Linked DNA regions of Mus musculus: all the other regions are linked to region 2. Evidence: chromatin contacts called from public promoter capture Hi-C data. All regions are on one chromosome and are shown on one strand. Each heading gives the region's core, a stretch centred on a gene start, on an enhancer-like site or on the middle of the called end of the contact. The rest is flanking DNA. Distances are from core to core; before and after follow the strand shown.

Region 1 (4,780 bases), core at 1,202-3,701, 1.5 Mb after region 2:
GTGTGTGTGTGTGTGTGTGTGTGTGTGTGTGTGTGTGCTTTATGTGCATTTGTGTGCAGGTAGCCATCTTGGTGTACACACTGAGGCCAGAGAAGACTATCAGATGTCCCTTCTCTATCACTCTCCACCTTATTCCCCTGCTACCCAGAGCTAGACTGGTGACCAGTTAAATACCAGTGATCCTCCTGTCTTCCACCCTTGTAAAGTTTCACAGGGCTATAGCTAGTTGAATGGTAGAATATTTGCATAGGTTATCTGCTGTTATTGGAATAATTTCCATATTTTGTCCAGTCTGCATTTAGTACTGCTATGGACAGAGATACCAGGCCCCTAAACAGATACTTACATAGCCATAAGAACTCTGTTGTGTCATTGCCTGATGCAAATCTAATTTCTAAGCATTTAAATCTACATCTGAAAATAGTGTGCAAATCTTCCAAGCTTGAAAAATACTTCTTGTTTGTTTGTTGTTTTGTTTTTGGAGACAGGGTTTCTCTCTGTAGCCCTGGTTGTCCCCAGGACAGCCACTCTGTAGACTAGGCTGGCTTCAAACTCAGAGATCTACCTGCCTCTGTCTCCGAAATTCTGGGTTTAAAGGCATTCATTTACCATGCCTGGCTTGAGCAGTATTTTTTTAAGAGACATTTATTTTATGTGATGTGAACATATGTGAGTACACTGTCCCTGTGTTCAGACACACCAGAAGAGTGCATCAGTCCTCATTACAGATGGTTGTGAGCCACCATGTGGTTGCTGGGAATTGAACTCAGGGCCTCTGGAAGAACAGTCATTGCTCTTACCCACTGAGCCATCTCTCCAGCCCCAAGTAATAAATGAGTCTACAGTCCCCATCTTGTGGATCTCTCTCCCTTCCATAGCTTCTCCACTGCCAGCTTTCCATGTGGCTGTTTGCCCCAAATCTGCCTTTATCTGTCTTCTCTCATTCCATTCTCTTGCTAAATAAAAATAATTTCCGTGGTTTAAATATTATCTACATGCAAGTAAGAAGGCTTGGCTGGACTCCATTGTGCTGTATTCAAGTACTGCACACAGTACACAGTCAACATGCAGAACTGGAGTTTATTAATGCTCCATTGTCCTTATTTCAATAAACAATTCCTGTGTCTAGATAAGTACTATACTAAGAGTTGGAAACCATTTAAGCTTTTTGTCTTCATTTGACCCTTAAGCGTACCCTCTCCACACCTTTCCATAATTCTCAACAAAACACTATTACCCAACTATAGCATCTTCTGCTTGAGTTGTTGCTAAAGTCTCTAACTGTACTCCATTGCCAATCTCTAGCCTCCAGTTACTGTTGCTTGGGAATGATAACTCACTAAATGATCCATATCTGAAAACTTGCACAGATCTCTATTATTTAAGCTGCAGCACAGTTCCTTGGGCATGGGGTACAATACAAGAGTTCATGTTGGAGCATTTGATTTTCTCTCACCAGGTGGAATCTACCCAAAGTGCTCTTTCTCTATCAGGCTAGACTGAGTCCTGGCAGCTACCATCCCTTGCGGTTTTAGGTTTCCTGGGTTCTTCACCCTTCTCCTGATCCCACAATGGCTTCCAACTTTTTAGTTAGAGAAAGTCATTTGTATGAATTCACCCTAGATTATCTCCTTTCTAAAATGTTCCCTGACACCCTACCCTAAAAACATCTGTGTATATTCATCACAGCATCAATAGCATTTTGATTACACTTGACAGCTTTCAAGTCTTGTAATCTCTTGAGCTCAACCACGTATCCCAGTGGGTCTTTTGAATGCAAAAGTCTAGCACCAAGCTTGGTACATGACTTGGTCTGTGCAGGTTGACTGGTTTAATGATTAACAAGTCTCTTTCACTCTTCAGTGTTTGGTTTGGCAAACTGCACATTCATCTACCACATTGCATATGCTTGGCAAACATTTGAATGAAGAAATTAATGAGCCCAAGTCTTCCTTAATTACTGGAATATATCTGCATAGTGCAACTAACTACATAAAACCTATAGACCGCAAATTGCACATGATAATAGTCCTATCCTTTAACTTCATTGTTGTCTGGATTCAAATTACCTTGGGCAACCTAGTACTCCATTCGTTGCCCTTGGACTCACTAACTGCTTTCCGAGTTTGTTGTGGCTTTTATTTCGTAACCATCAGGAAAATGTCAGAATAGCAAAGTTTTAAAGTTCAAGCAATTAATAAAAACACAAGGTTTTTATTTAAAAAAAAAACATGGAGGTTGCAATTAAACGTGAACAACTGTCTGAAGTGACTCCTAGCGAGTATCTTCTCTTTTAGGTCTAGAATAATCTCTGAAAGACCAGTTGATTTTAGTTAGAGCAAATCATTGGATTTTTGCCCAAAAGAAAAATGGTCCTCGCGGCGTCAGTTCCCTTTTCTATGTAGCCCAATCAAAATCTAGGATTCCGGGCGTCGGCGTCGTCACTTCCGCCCGGCCTTCCTGGACTTTCAGTGAGCCGCAGTGGGGCACTTCTACCTCGAGACTGTTTCCGCGCTCGGGCCGGGAGGCCGAGTGACGGCGGGCGAGCGGAATGAGCGCGGCGCGGACGCTGCGGGTGCCCGGCCGCCACGGCTATGCGGCCGAGTTCTCTCCGTACCTGCCGGGCCGCCTGGCCTGTGCCGCGGCGCAGCACTACGGCATCGCGGGTGAGCGCGGGCCGCGCCTCCGGGGCGGGCGTAGGACGCGCCGCTGAGCGCGCGGTGCCGCCGCCACCGCCAGGGGGCGACAGAGCTCGGCCCTCCCTCCTAGGTCCCCCTTTCTGCGGAGTTGGCATTGGAGCCCAGGGGAAGTCTACAGCTAGTCCTTTCCCTTCTGTAAGAAGGATGCACTTGTCAGTACTTGCAAGGTGGAGTCAACAGAGCCACCAGTTCAAAGCCATCCTCAACAGAGACTTAGGGAGACGCTGGCCCTTTCTTGAAAAAGAAAAAAAAAAAAACTAGAAAATTCTGTGCTCGCTTTTAGTTGTTCTAGGGGAAGTGGATAAATGTGCAGAGATGTCTAAGTGCTCAAGCCATTTATTTTAACTTATACCCCATCTGCTGTTTATGCACAGGAGCAGTGTATGGCAAACCATTGCATAATGTCAGTGATCTGTAATACTTGTTTACTGCAGGAAAAAAATACGATTTCTGAAAAGTAGTGGTAAATAAACTTGTTTCCGTATAGTTTGTCCATTAGTGCTTAGTGCTTTCACGGTTGGGTTCACAGTTCTTGGCCATCAAACTTTAGACTTTTATAAAGGTTTCTTACAAGAAATTGGTATAATTAGGAATTGTTTTCTAGAGATTTTTTGTGTGTGTGTCTGAGTTTTTTGCTTGTATGTATGTCTGTGAACCATGCCTGGTGCCAGCTAAGGTCAGAAGAGAAGATTCAAAGAGGGTGTTGGATCCATTACTGATGGTTGTCAGCTGCCAAGTGGGTACTGGGATTAGAAGCTGGCTCTGCACATGGAAGGGGTCGGGTCTCTGACCTGACAGTTGACTTTTTTTTTTCTTCTTCATCAGTTACGTTTAAGTGGAAGATCTTTAACACTTTACCCACCTCACTGATCACAAAAACTCAAAGCGAAATTCTGTGAAGACTCTAGTTTGAACAGTTGAATGTGCATGTGAGCATAGTAATTAGTCATCTTACCTTGTAAAGTTCAAGTGCAGATTCCCTTTGAACAGATGTTAATGGAGTGTGAGATGGGGGAGAGAAAGAGACATTAGTCTTTCAGCAAAAATTATTGATTGTTGGCACATAACTGAAGTTAATGTTGTTTTCAACACCTGACCAACGAGTATATGGTATTTCCACATATACTGTCTTAAAATGCTGTGATTGGTGTGTTCTGCGTGTATCAGCAGGGGAGAACCACAGTCTTGGGGGTTTGTAAGCACAAGCCTTCCTTGTCTTCTGTTATTAGCTCCAGCTTGAAAGGTTTGCGTGCCTAGCACCAGGCCCGGTGTGAGTTGGCACTCTGATGCGTTTCCCCAGACTGGTGTTCCGATTCCAGTCTGGCCAGATGGTAAGTTGGATATTTAAGGACTGAAGCATACTATGTAACTTTTAATTGTTCTGTATATACGGTTGCAGTTATTTTATGGGAAATTTGTGGTAGTTAAAGCTGGTCCACAATGTTTAAGATTTCATCATAGATGACTCCCAGGAGGTTAAACAACATGACTTAGGGCTTTGTTTTGTTTTGTATTTCTTCTAGGCTGTGGAACTCTATTAGTATTGGATCAAAATGAATCTGGACTTCAGATTTTTAGAAGGTAAAGTGATTGACATTTCTGGTGCTGTGATAAGGCATCAAGATTAAGGCAACTTACAAAAGAAAGTAGTTACTTTAGGCTTATAATCTTAGTGGGTCAGGGTCAGAGTCTATAATGGTGGAGCAAAGTCATGGCTACAGGAACAGCTGAGAGCTCACATCTTGAGCCACAGATGGGAGGCAGAGAGATCCACTCTGGGAATGGGGCAAGTCTTTTGAAGTCCCAGAGCCTGGCCCCAGTGGCACACTTCTTCCAGCAATACCACATCTCCTAAATCCTTCCCAAATACTTGTATCACCTAGGGACTGAGTATTCAAACCTAAGAGCCTGTGGTGGCCATTCTCCTCAAACCATTATAATGGCTCTAATTATTAAGTGTACATATACAGTCAACCTCTGTCAAAGTCTTAATGCAGTTGCATTTTGAATATTTGGAACTAATAGGTTTTTAATTTATGATGTAAAATAAACTTTTACATTGGCATCATATAGAAATTATT
Region 2 (4,529 bases), core at 294-2,793:
AACGGGAGTGTGGGGCTCCCAGGGTAAATAAGCAGATGCCCTCTTGTGGCCAAAACGTGATGCACTCAGAATGCATCTGAGTGCTTTTCTGCCCTCCTGTATGGTTCAGATTAAGTCTACAGGTTGTACTATCTCAGTTTGCACTGCATGCAAGCAAGCGCGCTCGAGCAAGCACGCACACACACACACACACACACACTCACACAGGCCCAAAATTCGGCACATATCTTGTAAAATCAACAAAGACACAGCTTTTGTGGAACCCAAAATATTTGCAAACTGGATTGCTGAGAAAATAAAACATACATATTACTGGAAAAGCAAAAGCAAATATGTTTTATTCTATTTCCTGAAGAAGTGCCAGCCGGTACCACACTCCACCTGCATCTCCTCACTTTGGAAACACCAGGAGATGGAGAAGAGAAGCCTTGGTCTCATGCAGTTTGGGTCATTGGAAGCAAGCAAAATTGCTGGTTACAATGTAACTAACAAGTTACCCAATATTCTTAAACTTTAGTACAGAGTCTAAAGTTGTTTTTTTCCTCTAGAAGACAGATTTAAAATTTACCAGTGAAGAAAAAAAGTTGAATTTTTGAAGAAAAAACTTGGCATATAAGATATATTTATATAGGAAGATTGGAATTATATTATAATCGAGTTGTTTGTGCCTTGAAAAGAATAAACAATGGGCGGTTTGCATTTGGTAACCACACACACATCAGTCACTCAGCACACCAAACATTTTTTATTCTCAGTGCAATAATTCATAACATTAAATATATCTCAAGCATTTTACAAAATTCCCCAAGTGACTTAATTCTTCATAACTAGAAAAGAAAGAAAAAGGAAAGAGAAAGGGACATGAACCCTCATTTTTTAAGTTGTTAAGTTTAATGAAATGACATGAGAGTTTAATTTTCAGCTTCATTACTCAAATAACTGGCTTTATTAGACTGGGTATTCTCAGAGATATGAGGAACTATCAGATGATGGTCTAAAATAAAGTACTGGGCTTTTGTTTTGTTCCCAATTTAAGTTTTCAAGATTTATTTTTATAAACCCATGGAGCCAGTGGGCACTTTGTAGAGAGAAGGATGCATTTCATATCGTAAGAGTTCTCTATAACTATTACAATCTGTCTGAGAATTACAAACATTAAAACCACTGTTCCCACAGCTAACAACTTTCTCTTGAACATAGTAAACTCAGAGCCATTCCAGCTCAGACCAGTCCATTCATATGATAAACTACCTTATAAAATGCTACATTTTCCTTCATCCTCTCCCCTTTAGTTTTAGAAAATGGTTGTCTACAATTTGTCAACACAGTAAATACGTTTTAGTTTCCCAAGTGAATAGACTTACCTCTTCTTTCCCACTGTTTGGAACTTTGCAATAAACTTCCCCTGTTGATGGATCGTAAGAATCTATATATGAGTTACAGGGTAAAAACTTCCCACCTATAAAGTTCTCCAACATCAAAAGTTCCCTTTTTCCAGCCATGTTAGGAAAGTGCCCTCTGTGTACAGCAGCCCTCTGTGACTGCCCTCAGGACTTTGGACACCCTCATCTCACCCCCAGGCCCAGTGTCCTCATTTGCATATCCGAACCTGGGAGGAGGAGACCCGCTGCGCTTCAGAACTTTCCTGATTCCAAACTCGGATGGTTCTTGAAGGCAACTCATGGTCCATTCTGAGAAATGGGCACTGCATTAAACTAACATCAAGTTACATATGTACAATGTCTTCAGATTGTCCTTTCATATCAACTGTGTGTGTGTGTGTGTGTGTGTGTGTGTGTGAGATGATTTTATCGGCACTGCACCATAAGTGCCCACTGTTTAAACACGAAGTGCAAAGCATAAAGAAAATTGGCTCCACAGAATATTGTCCCATGCAGCAATCCTTACTTCCTCCTTTCTAGGGAAGGCATTGAGCCTCTGGAAGGTTACACAATGTGGCCAAGGTCACACATGAACACTCAAGTACTGACAGGAAATGAGAAGAAACTTTAGCTACATTTACACCTAACAGCCTGTGAGTCCATCTCAGGAGGATGCATCCATGTCCCTGTAGGGACTGGCCACAGGAGCAAGGGAGCCGTCTTCACTACCCGGCAATGCCGTGGTTTGAACGCTCAGAATTCGGGCACGTTTAACCCTCCAGTGGCAGTGTTTAAGTGGGCACTCCTGGAGTTAAGGTGCTGCTCACGGCCTCGGTGGTGCCTTCGAAACAGGCTATGGGTCATTTGTGCCTTCTGCCGCAGGAGCACAGCTGCCCTGCCTGGTGAGGAAGTGGCAGAGGCAGGGGATATTTACCATACACAATCTCCTCACACCAACATCATGGGCTTCCCAGTCTCCAGAACAACAAGAATTCAGGTTCTCTCAAGTGATCGATTTTCAGTTATTCTGTCACAGCTGAACAGACCAGCACATGGCCTCTGAGAGGACAGGACACACCACCGTTCACTCTGCTGAGGCTCCATGGATAACCAAACTCTCTTGTGCATCATAGCGCTTGTTTTGTATTTTGCAAGTAACCCTCTGAAGGTCTTGTTCCTTCTGTTCTCCATGTTGCTATCTCCCCATCCTTCCTGTACTTCACGTCTCCACCTACTGACGGCTGTCTGTCGTCTTTGGCGTCCCATTTTCACCACAGTGCATTTGGTGAGAATTTGTTCTTAACCGTGACTGGAAGAGGCTGCTTTTCTACCACTGGCTTTGTCTTTCACCAGTTGTGGAAATGTTTTGGCTGCTGTATTGCTGTGTTTCCATTCTCTGTATTTCTACCTTGTAGAATGTTTAAAATGTAAAGAGAGCATCTTCAATTTCTTACTGACCATGAATCTCCTCCCTCCCTGTCTCTGTCTTTCCCTCCCTCCCTCTCTCCCTCCCTCCTGGCCAGCTTCTTCCCCCTCCTCCTTTGACTCTGAGCTACACTCTCCAAATCTTGCCTCTACTCTCTGTCCGTCCCCCAGCCCCACAACAGGGCTCCTATGGAGCTGACTCCTCCAATGGCAGCACCTGCCCTGAACTCTGTTTCCTCGGCCTGCCAGCCAACACGCCATTCCCTAAGGTCCCTGCAGGCCAAAAGGCAGAATTCACCCTCTCACACTGGCCAGCAGGCTACCACTGCTTCCGGCTAGAAACAGAACAGAACTACGGGGGCTGCCTCCCACTCCCTCTGTCCCTTACGGCCCTATGAAACTTCTGTGCTTGTTCCTTTGAGCTTTTCTTTAAGATTGGAATTTCATCTCCTTCTGCTTTCCAAGAAAAAACAAATGGGGAAAACAGGAACCCATCTGCCAGAGCACACAACCACCTCATGGCAGAGCAGGCCCCTCGCCCCTCCACCTAAGCCCACCAAAGAAAAAACACACCTGAAGCCAAAGGTTTTCAGGGTTTGTTTAAATGCTTAGAAGTTCTCCTAACAGGAACACCTGTAACAATGTTTGTGCTTTTCAACCCACAATTTTCTCTCTTCTTTATTTAAATGTTTGTTTTTCTCCCTAGCATTCATGTGTTACCAAAAAATTATTCAACTCACTTTACATTTCCTTTAAGGTTCAAAAGTCATCTAATCTACGTCCACAGGTCAAATCAACTATGCTGATTACCATCCTTCAGTCCTTAATTGACAACCAGTTTCCTTTTATAGACAAACTGTTACTGCCTATCCTGGATGCATAATTAACATGATATTTTCTCCCTCCGCCATCCAAAGCAGACTTAAAGGATGCCTTCCGGGACTAAATTCCTCAAACACCGGTGCTTTTCTAGGATCATAACAGTCTCCCACAGCCCCCTGCAGACAGGTGTGTGGCATCATAGGCAATACCCCAGGCTCCTGGTTCTTGTCTGGACTCCACCCCACAGTTACCTGGCAGCCAGGTATGCTCCTCCCCACAGTTACCTGGCAACAGCCAGCGTGGCCCAGCTTACTATAAAAGGAGCTGCTTGCCCCCTCCTCGTTCTTTTACCTCTTACTCTCTTGCTCTTACTCTTTCTCCCCTGTTCCCCCTCTCTCTGCCTTCCCTTGTCCCCTCTCTCCACGTGTTCATGGCTGGCCTCTGCTTCCCTACTCTTTCCCTCTCTCTGCCTTTGTACAATAAAGGCCTTAAAACCATGGACTGACTCTTCTCATCGGGATCCACCATGCTGGAGCAATGGAGCAGGCCTTCCCCTAAAGAGCCTCTCACGGGAGGCCTCCCTGTGCTCCAGCCGCGGCTTCGGCCAACCCAAACCACTGACTGAGCAAGCCTAGGACTCTCATCCCCACGGTAACCTCTCAGAGCTCTTTCCTCCCTGCCCTTTTCCCTTTGGTCCCCCTCCCGGGTCCGCCCGAGGGTCCCCACCCATTCTCAGCTCTTCTTGACTTGAGAACCTGACATCCCTGGCTTCTGTGTGGCCCAGGGACCCCAGAACCGGCTCTTCCATGGCGCCCAGTGGCGTTTATGGTGCCGGAAAATCTGAGCCTAACTCTGGCAGGTCCGAGGGGACCCCAGACTGCACCTTTTCCCAACCCCAGA
Region 3 (4,734 bases), core at 2,118-4,617, 1.0 Mb after region 2:
CCCTCCCTGGCTTGGAGTTCAGATGCACACAGTATCAATCACAACTTCTCCTCTCTGGTAACTACAGCTTCCCTAGAGAGCGCGCACTCCAAGATCACCTAAGCTCCTTCAGCCGCGTGTGAGAAGCCTACATCCATGTTCAGTCACATAACAAACAGATTCCTCATTTGGCTGTGTATCATGAATGTGCTTGATTTCCCAGATGCCAATGCATCTCCAACAGAGGGCATGGCCCACCCCATCCTGACTTATTCTGACACATGTCTGTCCTTTCTCCATTCACTAGAAACCCAGTCAGGTCAATCCCAAAATTGTGCAGGAATGACTCTCCTACCTCAGCCTTCTAAATTCACAAGTTACACCAAACATTGTTAAATGCCTAATAATGATAAGCAAATCTCTAACTACTGGCCCTTGTTCTCATATGTCTCACTATTATGATATTTAAAATGTTTCAGCATTACCTAACAGCACCTCACATTATTATTCTAACTCCATGGCTTCAGACATCAACAGAACACAACAAACTCCCTAATGGGATGTTTTTTCTATCCTAGGCCCTTCTAGACCAGTATGTTCAATTGTCTGTGGGACATTTCGACCACATGTCCCAACCATCCCTCTGCCTGACTGAGTTCCTCTCATCATGCTCTTGCCTTTTCATCTGGGCAACATCATAGTTCAACTTACTTTTGTTTAAAATCTTGGCATTACCCCTGATACTTTTTCTAATTCATTCCACCATCTTTACGGATAATTTACCATTTTGTAAGCCACTCATTATTTTGCATGTGTTTGTGTTTTTGAGATAGGGTCTACGTAGCCCTGGCTATTCTGAAACTCTAACCAGTGGTTCTCAACCAGCGGGTGTCAATTGTTTTTTTTTTTTGGGGGGGGGGGTCACACATAAGATATTTACATTAGATTCATAACAGTAGTAAAATTACAGCTATGAAGAAGCAATAAAATAATTTTATTTTCAGTCTGGCCTCAAATTCACAGAGACCAACCTGCCTCAGCCTCCCAAATGCAAAAGACTTTTACAAATAGTGAGCCATATGAGAACAAGGATAACAACCCTAACTATGTGGTGATCCTCTGTGTCTTCTTGGGCTCTGACTGAGAGAGTAAAGGACCCCTATGAATACCACACTATCAACGGTGCACTACTGCAGACTCATCCTTCTCACACCGAAACAAAGACTGCAATGTTTACACAGAGGCTTTCTTTCCGGAATTTGGGATTGACCTTGGGAGCCTTGCTCATACTGGGCAAGTGTTCTACCACAGAGCCACGTATCTTATATCCTAGCCCTACTTCATGCCCTTTGACTTTGAGATGGAGTCTCACTAAGCTGCCCAAGAAGGTCTTCAACTCACTCTGTAGCCTAAGGTGACCCTGAAATGTAGATCCCTCTGTCTCAGTCTCTCTAACAACTGAGGCCTGTACTAACACACATGGTGTGACTTTGCTGTTTTCTATCTGCTGCTATGAGAAGCATCATGACCAAAAGCAACGTGGGGAGGAAAAAATGTCATCATGGGAGGAAGTTAGGACAGAAACTCAAAACAAAGCAGGAACCTGGAGGCAGGAGCTGATGGAGGAATGCTGATAACTGACTTGTTCCACCAGCTTTCTTATAAAAATTAGGGCCACCTGCTCAGGGGTGTTACCACCCACAATGGGCTGGGCTCTCCCACATCAATCACTAATTAAGAAAATGCTCGGGGCTGGTGAGATGGCTCAGTGGGTAAGAGCACCCGACTGCTCTTCCAGACTGCTCTTCCAAAGGTCTGGAGTTCAAATCCCAGCAACCACATGGTGGCTCGCAACCATCCTAACGAGATCTGATTCCCTCTTCTGGAGTGTCTGAAGACAGCTACAGTGTACTTACATATAAAATAAATAAATCTTAAAAAAAAAAAAAAAAAAAAAAAAAAAGTATGACTGGCTACCCTTTAAAAAAAAAAAAAAAAAGAAAATGCTCTACAGACTAGCCTATAGCCTGACTTTTGGAAGGCAATTTCTCAATCAGGGTTCCCTCTTCTCAGATCATTACAGTTTGTGTCAAGTTGAAATGAAACTAGCCAGTCACGATTCATCATCATTGAGGGAAGTCAGGCAGGAATAGAAGCAGAAACCCTGGCTCAGGCTCAACTAGCTTTCTTATACAGCTCAGAACTCATTATCCCAAGAATGGTATCCTCCACAGGGCTGGGCCCTACCACAACTATGAACAGTAAGGACACTCACTTAGAGACAGGGCCACAAGCCAACGTAATCTAAGCTATTTCTTGAGGTTCCTCTCCCCATAAGACTCTAATACCGAGTTGACAATAAAAACTAATCAGGGCAGAGAACATGTTCAAAATGGCACACTGTCCATCTGTAATCAGCCATTGGTAGGTGGTGGTGGGTGGTAACACCCCTGAGCAGGTGGCCCTAATTTTTATAAGAAAGCTGGTGGAACAAGTCAGTTATCAGCATTCCTCCATCAGCTCCTGCCTCCAGGTTCCTGCTTTGTTTTGAGTTTCTGTCCTAACTTCCTCCCATTGGTAGGGGGGGGGGATCAGGAGCTCAAGGAACGCCTGAACTGCATAGTGCCCTGCCTGGCTCAAAGAACAAAAACGACCCAAGAATAGCAGCAAAATCCAGACTTTTAGCCTAAGCTGCACCATATCCTGTCTCAAAGCAACGACAATAACGAGACCCAAAAATAAAGTTAGCAAAATTAATAAAAGACTTTTACCTGGTCTACGGGAACACCAAAATATTCCAGCACGTTTCTTAATATATTTAGAATGAAAGACATTGGTGAAGGAAGTTCAAGAAAACGCTGTTCGTTGGTACCTTAGAAGAGAAGTTATCAATTATTACTCTTGACAGGTAACTGCTACATAGACCGCACTAAGGAAACCACAGAGACCTTTCATGACACCATCAAGTGATTGCTCCTGGAGAGCTATTATTTTGAAGAGAGACTTAAAAGGAAAGAAAGAGCACTTTACTAAATTCCATTGCTATCTTACCGTGTGTGTGTGTGTGTGTGTGTGTGTGTGTGTGTGTGTGTGTGTAAAGGGATTGACAAGCAAATGTGCGACAGCCAAGATCACCATCCCTGGAGCTCTGCTGCCCCTGGAGAGAACCGCCCAGCCGCTCTCTTCACCCCGCGAGGAACGCCACCCGCCCGCGCTTCCGTCCGTCCGTCCGTCACCGGCCACCGACCGGAAGCCGAGGCCTAACGGAGCCCGTGCCACTCACCATCCCGCGGCATTGCACGGCGCCAGGCGGCCGGGGAAACTCTCCGGACGCGACCTACAGCCGCAGAGTAGCTTCTTCCCGGAATCGCTCGCCGCTTCCGACTCGACCCCAGCCTGGAATATCAAGCTTCGCGGGCCGGAGTTCGGAGTCTATCCCTATTGGACGCCGCCGGAGGACGCCGCCGGTGATTGGAAGGGTAAGAGCCAATAGGCGCATTCGAAAGGCGCATGCGCACCGTGCCCCCAGCATTCGGAATTGTGTCTTCTGCCTTTGCAACTTGTGCTTCACTCAGTCCTTTGCCAGTAAGGTGTCAAGCCTTCCCAACATTCAACAAAGAATCCGCCCACTTGTAATTGTTTAGTCATTCTGCGAAAATATCTAGCCGTTATGCTAAATGCTGGGATTACTCATGTTGAGCCACACTGTCCAGTCTAGTTGTTTACATGTCTTAGTGTGTGCACGCTACACATGCACATGCCAAAGTACCTGTTTCAAAGCCAAAGGACAATTTGTGTAGGATCCACGGATAGAACTTGAGACCTCAGGTTTGGTAGCAGGCTGCTTGAGCCATCTCGCTGACCCTAAGGCTTTTTTACACCTTTACCTTTCAAACTTTTGAAAGCTAATGAAAAGCAAAAAAGCTTTAATTAATCAAAACCAAAACAAAACCAAAAAACCCTTGTTTTGTATTGACAGTAAGAGATTATGGAAAGCAGAGTTATATACACTGGTCATAGCTATACTCACCACAACCCAATTCACAAATTGATATTTAATTGTAGTAATGTATTTAATTACAAAACCTCAGTTAAATAACTAAAGATTTGGCATGTCATGAGGACATGAGCATTAAGTTTTGAAATTCTTACATTTTCTTTTCCTTTCTTAGGAATGTTTTAATAATCTTAACAATTGCTGGGAGTGGTTGGCGCATGCCTTTAATCCCAGCACTCGGAGGCAGAGACAGGCGGATTTCTGAGTTCGAGGCCAGCCTAGTCTACAAAGTGAGTTCCAGGACAGCCAGGGCTATACAGAGAAACCCTGTCTCAAAAAACCAAACAAAACAAAAAACAAAAACAAATTACATATATATAAATATATGTATATATATAACATATATATATGAATATATGTATATTCTTAAAAAATAATAAGGCTGGGCATGGTGGTGCACGCCTTTAATCCCAGTACTTGGGAGGCAGAGGCAGGTGGATTTCTGGGTTCGAGGCCAGCCTGGTTAACAGAGTGAGTTCCAGGACAGCCAGGGCCACACAGAGAAACCCTGTCTCAAAAAAACCAAAAATAAAAAATAAAAAATAATACAGCATTTCTGAAAAGAAACAACCAAGACTGTATAAACTCTCTGGAGAAATGTGTTTTTTGGTTTTTGGTTGTTTTGGTTTGTTATTAATGTTTTGGGACATGATCGGAAATTAAAGAAAGTTGGCTTTGAAATGCTGCCTTTCCCTCAT

Evidence for each region. Promoter capture Hi-C pulls out the DNA fragments that hold promoters and counts their contacts.
Region 1: a contact with region 2 is called in a promoter capture Hi-C map of pre-B cells, with 2.2 times the contacts expected there. The contact joins the promoter of Pex7 here to the promoter of Aldh8a1 in region 2. A contact is called at or near these places in 3 of 39 promoter capture datasets (liver and pre-B cells).
Region 3: a contact with region 2 is called in a promoter capture Hi-C map of stem cell-derived epiblast-like cells, with 4 times the contacts expected there. The contact joins the promoter of Mtfr2 here to the promoter of Aldh8a1 in region 2. A contact is called at or near these places in 5 of 39 promoter capture datasets (the C10 cell line, liver, pre-B cells and 1 more).

Annotation. Positions count from the first base shown.
Region 1 is chr10:19,905,345-19,910,124 of GRCm38.p6, reverse strand. Pex7 (peroxisomal biogenesis factor 7) reads left to right here and starts at 2,451. Exons shown (of 10, transcript NM_008822.2): 1 at 2,451-2,666; 2 at 4,223-4,280. The coding sequence starts at 2,552.
Region 2 is chr10:21,374,314-21,378,842 of GRCm38.p6, reverse strand. It overlaps Aldh8a1 (aldehyde dehydrogenase 8 family, member A1), which reads right to left and starts at 1,543. Exons shown (of 7, transcript NM_178713.4): 1 at 1,365-1,543. The coding sequence starts at 1,502. Gm33803 (a long non-coding RNA gene) reads left to right here and starts at 4,085. Exons shown (of 3, transcript XR_380156.3): 1 at 4,085-4,280.
Region 3 is chr10:20,346,452-20,351,185 of GRCm38.p6, reverse strand. Mtfr2 (mitochondrial fission regulator 2) reads right to left here and starts at 3,367. Exons shown (of 7, transcript NM_027930.3): 1 at 3,263-3,367; 2 at 2,751-2,851. The coding sequence starts at 3,275.